Regions from separate parts of the Mus musculus genome. Here region 1 is linked to region 2. The links are chromatin contacts, called in public HiChIP or PLAC-seq maps. All regions are on one chromosome and are shown on one strand. The core of a region is the stretch at or near the end of the contact, and the rest is flanking DNA. Distances in the headings are between cores, read along the strand shown.

Region 1 (3,833 bases), core at 91-2,590, 720 kb before region 2:
CTAGATGGTCCATCCTTTTGTCTCAGCTCCAAACTTTGTCTCTGTAACTCCTTCCATGGGTGTTTTGTTCCCAATTCTAAGAAGGGGCAAAAGTGTCCACACTTTGGTCTTCATTCTTCTTGAGTTTCATGTGTTTTGCAAATTGTATCTTGTATATTGGGTATCCTAAGTTTCTGGCCTAATTTCTTATTCAGGGACGCAAGAACCCGGAATCCCAGCAGGTTCTTGCCTTACCCTGATACCTGCTTACGAGCACCAAGGATGCTGCTAAGCATTCTACAATGTACAGAACAGCCCCAATGGAAAGGAATCCCATTCAATGTCAGTCCTACAGAAGCCGAGGAGGAGTAGCTCTAGAGCCTAGACAGTGAGCTTCTGGGATTGCTATATCAAATCTGTAGAACTTGAAAGTTTAGAAATAAAAGGTACTGCCCATAGACTATCTGCATCAGCTTGGGGAGAAAGGCTGTATCTGGACTTTTGAGCACGAGCTCTGGTCAAGTAGATGAGGGGACTCTTGGCTCTTGTAACCCTAAGGCATCATCTTATAAACAAGCCTGTGCATCTCTTATCAAAAATGCTTTATAGGATCGATCGTACTTACCCTCCTTTTAAACTGAGCTCTGCGTTTGCCAAGGCAGCATTCTGATTGTGATCTTGCTTCTTATGTAACTTAGCAACCATAAGAAATGCTGAGTGTCTACCCCACCCTCCACCCACCCAACTCTCTGGAAAAGTCTTTTAACTGCATTTCTAGCCAAGTACCTTGCAGTCTTCCTTCTGGTCTCTTGAATAAGAGTCCTACCTAACACTAAATAAAGTTCTGAGCCACCAGGTTTAGCAGTGCTTCATCAACGCGGGTGAATCGGAGCTGGGGAGCAACTCCAGAGATGTCCATTTTTCTGAAATCCACAGACATTGCGTAATGAGTACTGTTTGAATCCCAGTTTACCCCAAGTACCAAAATGCAAAGCGCCCCCAAAGAACATACTGAAGCCAAATGAACAAGATAACATTTAAACTGCAACTGCAACTGCAACTCCTTGAGTACATTGTATTCATTTAACGAAGATTATTTTCAGAGTTCAGGCATCTATTTAAAGTTCAGAACCTATGATTAATATCTAAATTGCTGATGAGCTGGGGTTTTTTTTTCTTTTTTTGATCCCAACTATTGCCAAGCAATGGCACATCATTAAATGCTGCAGCAGCAAGATTTGCTTCTAAAGAACTGAGCTTATAGAACAGGAGAGGAGGCAGGAAGGAGGAGAGAGTGGGGGAGCTCGAGCAGCTGAATGGTGAGGAGGCCTTTCTTCTTACACTACAGAATGAAAGGCATCACAGCTCTTCCCACACCTGAGATGTTTGTCACTAAAACCACTTCCTTCTCTGAAGTGGGTGGAGACAGTCATTTCGCAGCTCTGAAATTCACATCCTATTCTTCTTCCAGACCTCCTCCTCCGAGCTGCTCTTGGTTCACCCTCCCCATAAACACCCACTCTGCTGCAGGAATTGCAGTTTGCAAGCTGAGAGTCTCTCACGGCAGACAGAGGACAAGCTAAGCAGGGAAAGCAGGATGGGATTTAAGACTCTGAAATTCAATGTCTGTTTTCCCAGGTTTCTGACTTCCCCTAGTATGGAAGCCAAACAAAGCATCATCGGGCATCTTGATAAAGGCAATTGATCTCACCAATTTGCCTTTAAACCAAATATGTTGATGAAATGGCCACCTAACTTCATTTTGATGTGAAGCTCACCTGAAATTCATCTCACAGCCCTTCCAGTTACAGAAGCACCACGTGATGTAAGTTTCTCCTGGGTTCTGAAAACTGGGAGGCTGGCATTGAGCTCTGTGGTTTGTTGGGCTTTGCTATGACAAATGTTTTAGTCGTGCTAGCCCCAAATTAAAGGATGATGCCGAAAATCCTTGCTCATTTGGAAAAATGTTGGAACAAGAATTTGAAGACGATGACTCCCTGAATTCTCCAGGAAATGACATCATCCAGCTCAAACAAACAGCACTTTTCAGAGAGCACTAGTCAGAAGCACAAGCTGTTCTACGTGCCTGGAACTCACCAGGCTGGAGTTCTGGGAAGGGATCTACTGTAAGTTATAGCACGGAGGGCGGCTAAGGAATTTGAGGATGAAGGTCTTCTTGAACGGTTACCTAACTCGTTTCCTCAGTCTCACGCCTTTCTATTGACAACTTATCCCTGTCTGACACCTTTCCATTGTATTTTCAAATATTTTTACCAAGTAAAATCTGTTTTCCATAGTTGATAAAAGAAACTGCCAATTTTTAAGGTTTTGCTACTTAGGACTACAGATATCTACGAAGATGAGTACATAAAACCTTAGGTTTAGGCAGAACATATTTATCTATGCAAGACGAAAGATCCAGGGAAGATACAATGAATGAGAACCAATTTGGACCCAGCTATCTTGGAGTCTTCCTCTGGTTTCTTTAACAGGAGTTCTCCATAACACTAAATAATGGTCCTGGGGCATCATTTCATTTCTGATTGCTGGAGATTGGTTTCTGATTCATCAGTGGATGTAAATATAAATGTAGTTCCAACAATTCACAGAAAAATTAGCCTTTGGAACATAATGTTAGAAAAAAATAGAGTCATTTTCTTAGTGGCATTAAAGGAAGCATGACTATTCGGCCACCATGGTGGTGGTGGGGGAGGGGGGCAGCACAAAGTGGCAAAGGGAGAATTTATTAAGAGGAAGAAATTTAAAATTTAAAACCGCAAGAAAAAGGTGTGCATGGTGGCACATTTCTTCAGTCCTAGAACGTGAAGCAGAGGTAGGAGGATCTTTGTGGGTTCAAGTCCTGCCTGATTTATATAACAATTTCCAGACCAGCCAGAAAGAAGGAAAAAATCTAATTAATAACTCTAATTAATATGCAAAGGGAATAATTAAGGAGTAGAACTGACAATAAGCAGAGTGAATTAGTTCTCTGGGGTATCCGCTTTTGCATCTCAGGTTACAGTGTCAGGTGACAACGTCAGGTAGTGCTGAGAGAGAGAGAGTATTGAGAGTGACTCAGATTCCCTGAGCTAACATGAGACCGAAAGGAGAATGGGGAATGAATCATAAAGCTGTAGCTGTTCCAGAAAAAAAAGTAACAACCAGGAATAAATCAAAACTTAAAGTTTTAATAAAACAAGAGATAACAATCAAGAAAAGTCAAGTCCGCATAAAACAATATAATACAAGAAAAAACAAATATAATAGTTAATAAAATAATAAAGAAGGCTTTTCTTGAAGAACACATATCCAGGGCATATATATACATATATATATATATATATATATATATATATATATATATATATATATATATACATATAAAATGGTGCTCCTAACATCTAAAGCAAATGGAAATTAAATATAAATACACAAGAATAAGTACAATAGTAGGCAGATATTAGACACAAGACAGACTAGGTTTATGGGGTTTTATTCCAAGTCATCAGAATAATGAGATGGAATCTTTACCTAAGTTTATAACTGTTAATAATAAATATGAAATCTAAAGCAGTCAAAACAATGTGAGTGCAAAAATTAGCATCAAAAGCTACAATGTTGGACAATTGGGGAGAAATTAATAAAACTAAACAATAACTTTCTGCCATGGCATTTAAATAGAATACTATGGACTTATACACATTATCCATTGACTTAGACACATTAGTATAGTGTCCAAATCAGTATGGATTTGCACATCCTAGCATTTTCTAAGTGTGGGTTTTAAGGTTTCCAGAATGACTCCCACCAGGCACCTCTAGCTTTAAACTTTTCAGTCTCAGAATGGTGGAATC
Region 2 (3,608 bases), core at 559-3,058:
TAAGCAACAGGAAGAACAACTGCATTCATTTCTAAATTGATCCAAATCACTCTAAAATACTGTCTATTCTTAGAAGGAAATTGGAGATCCATTTCATCTACCTCTCTTCCTAACTGGGGAGACAAAGAAGGCTCTCAGCCACAGGTCAACAGCTGAGCTGAGAAATACGTGCAAGACCCAGGTTGTAGAAAATGGCACGGCCATCACTTTCCCAAAGGTGCTATAAAATAATAATGCTTGTGGAGGGACCCTGGCTGGAATTGCATTAAAGGACCGCTGGAAGTGAAAGCGACTTGGGCGTTCCCTCTGACCAGTCACTTAGCAGAGCAGAGACAGCCTTGGCTCTGTCATGATGCTATTCATGTGTCACAGCTGTAAGTGAATCTGTGACACCCCACGAGAGGCCACTGATAACAATATGACAACTCACCAGCCCCCCACCCTTTTTCTTTAGGAAGACATGCGATATCCTTCAAATACAATGTTTATATGTATAACAAGGTCAGAGGAGCGTTGAGGGTGTGAATGCTAAATCAGCACCAGGCACATGTGCTGTCCTCAGAACAAGGCATCAATCACACGGCCAGGGATAGGCCACACCAGCAGGTTTCTCATTTTATTTTATTATTTTTTGATAGAGCTCCATATAGTTCTGTTCTGGCTGGAATCTTATTTAATGGTCTTAATGAGCACATTAGCTGTGATTTAACGCTAAGTTTGAATGAAAAGCACACAGATTTGACATGTTTCTTGGCAACAGCTTTTGACAAAAAAAAAAAAAAAAAACAAACGACGTGTTTGTCTTTAGTTTTGTGCTGGGAGTCTTCAGTGGGAAGTCTCTTGAATTAAAACATCCTCTTTAGAGGTTGAAATTGAGCTTTTTTTTTTTTTCACGCGTTTTAGTGCATACGCCCACAGGCACTCCCATGCACACCAAACCAAGTGTGGGCTTGCTCAGTCCAGGAGTAGTCACTGACCTGTGGCAAGTCATGTCCACAAGGCAAGGCAGCAGCAGTGAGGCCTGAGCGCTCTGTGGGGCAAGGTTAAGAGATCTAAGGCATCCCCCACCGCACACAGCATTTTCCCCTGAGCTTGGCCTTCATGTTTCTCCTTGAATTATGAAAGCTCGGTGAGGAAAACACAAAGAAATGTCGACACAGACATGAGAGCCAGGGGAAGAAATGACTTCTCTAGAACAGCAGTTCTCAAACTGCGGGGTTGTGACCATTTTGGGGCTCAAACGACCATTTCATAGGGCAGGAGACTATCAGAAAACACAGATGTTTACATCACAATTCATAAGAGTAGCAAACATTACAGCTATGATATATCAATAAAAATAATTTTATTTTTGGAGGAGGGTTACCACAACATGGGGAACTGTATTAAAAGGTCCCAGCATTAGGAAGGTTGAGAACTGATCTTGGTGGTTACAGTGGCCTCTATTCTATCTCCTTTCCTGTGTTGTAGAGCTAAGCATCTCACAAGTATGGACTCAACAGGCTACATATCCCTGTCTAACTATGGATGTAATCAAACAGCAAAGGTCACTGGGGTCGCATTGATGGTGAGACCTCCAGATTCAGAGCACCAGCAGGTAGAGACCAGCCTGCTTTAAGAGTTCATAGGGTGCATTCTCCTGGCACAAGTTGAGCGAGACTACACCTCACTGTGAGCTTCTGCTGGGAATTACTGAGCCCACATGAATGTTTGGCTTCCATGGAAACAGCAGGAATGCAGGCAGGCCTTGCTGCCAGAATTTGGGCGTTGAGCATCCTAGCTGAGCTGGCCTAACCACTGACTTCCTGTGTTGTCAGTTCATGCCTCAACACCACAGCAAAGGCCAAAGAGAGCCCATAGGCACCTCGTCAAAGCCCTCAGTATGCCTGAGGCTGTTAAACTTTGCTCCTGCTGAGACAGGAGACAGGATGAGATGGCTAACTCCTGTAGACCATTGGCTATTGTGTTGCGAAGCTCCATAGGCTCTTCCTAGGGTAGCAGGCTGGCAGAGAAAACCAGGTTGTGTGCCCAACCCTGGAGTTGACAGAAGTATGTGACTTCATGCACAGCCACAGAGCTGAATATCATCTACTGCAGCAACAACAGATTCTGAACGGACATATTCATCAGGCATTTTAAACCTAATGCCATAGACAAGTATGACTTCATTGTTTTCTCAGCAATTATTATCTCTTTAGACAGGACCACAAGCATATTTCATGGAAGACCTGCGTGACTTCTCATATCAGTTAATAAAATAAGAAAATTTTTAAAAGGAAAATGAACTCACAAGGTTTTATTCTTAAATACCACTATCTGTCTGCACCTTCTTCCCTGTCAATACATTGAAAAATGAAATAGCTTTTCTTGGAAAGAGTATTGCAGATGCAAGTCCATAAACCGGGATGAGTCTGAGTGAGTATTGGTGTGGAAGGCAGCTAACAGAAGCGTCCAGGAAAGCAGGGCAGGTGGGCAGGGGTGAGGGGTTGCGGGGGGGGGGGCTGTGGGGGTTTTCCTGATGCATGTGAGATCTAAGTAAGTCTGAGGGTAGTAACCAAAAAGACCCAGTAGAGTGACTGAGCAGAGACTTGATGTAGAACATTTGTGGGATAAAACCGTTTTTTCTTTCTCAACATTCAGAAAACCTAGTAACACAGACCCATGCCTTTGTGGGAGACACGTTGACAGAACATTTTGTAGTTTAGGGTTTTTTTCTCTCATTAACCTGACTCTCAAGACATATATCTGTACTTGCAGCTAGCACCTAAGTAGCCCCTGGGTCTACAAATGTGGGTCTTGCTGGTATGGGTGTGTTGAGTAAAAAAAAAAAAAAAAAAACAACAATGTCTTTATAGGCATGAGACTTTAATGTTTGCTGAAGAAGGGGACAGGTTTCTGGGCTGTCAAATGATGAGGAAGTGGTTTGCAAAAACTGGAAAATCCATGTGAGGAGTCAAGGGGAGAAAGTAGAAGGGATTAGGAAAGACTTCTCTTGGATGCACACAACTGGGAGTTAGGAAAGATCTCTTTGGGGTGCACATAACTGGGAAGTAGGAAAGATCTCTTTGGGGTGCACACAACTGAGAGTTAGGAAAGACTTTGCTAGAAGCCCTAAACAATAAGAAATAGACAGTCTTGGGATGTGAGGTGCACACTCCATGCAGAAGGCACAGAAAAGGCAAAGGTTCTGAGGAATTGTACCGGCACACATGCCAGGGACAGAAAGCAAGCTAAGGAAAAGTGTGACCTAAAGAACTACAGACAACTAAAGAAAGCTGGGGGTTGGAGAGCTGATCTTTCCCATGGAAGAGCAAAACAATCAGTTGTTCTGTGCCAAATGGTCAAGATACACACACATACATAAATACATACGTACATGTATACACACACATACATAAATACATACGTACATGTATACACACACATACATAAATACATATGCACATGTATACACACACATACATAAATACATACGTACATGTACACACACACACATACAAACACACAGAAGTAACATTATACAAACTGAGCAGGTTATATTTTGGAGTACATATGTGTATACATATGTGCATGCAATAACAATTAATGTAAAAAAAAGTTATGAGTTT

The links. HiChIP or PLAC-seq counts read pairs in DNA pulled down with a chosen protein or histone mark.
Region 1: an H3K27ac HiChIP or PLAC-seq map of embryonic fibroblasts shows a contact between it and region 2, with 13 times the contacts expected there. The contact joins two enhancer-like sites. A contact is called at or near these places in 1 of 15 datasets of contacts at CTCF or cohesin (large pre-B cells), 1 of 484 Hi-C or Micro-C datasets (bone marrow-derived macrophages) and 1 of 115 datasets of contacts at active chromatin or transcription factors (embryonic fibroblasts).

Annotation. Positions count from the first base shown.
Region 1 is chr10:14,312,353-14,316,185 of GRCm38.p6, reverse strand. No RefSeq gene overlaps it. Among named protein-coding and RNA genes, the nearest start is that of Gm40603, 8.2 kb to the left of the region's middle. Within about 2 kb of position 1,340, at least 66 of the 459 cell types and tissues checked have an H3K27ac peak or open chromatin away from gene starts, as enhancers often do. A contact at or near this core is called in embryonic fibroblasts, where this site is marked.
Region 2 is chr10:13,594,426-13,598,033 of GRCm38.p6, reverse strand. No RefSeq gene overlaps it. Among named protein-coding and RNA genes, the nearest start is that of Pex3, 43 kb to the right of the region's middle. Within about 2 kb of position 1,808, at least 63 of the 459 cell types and tissues checked have an H3K27ac peak or open chromatin away from gene starts, as enhancers often do. A contact at or near this core is called in embryonic fibroblasts, where this site is marked.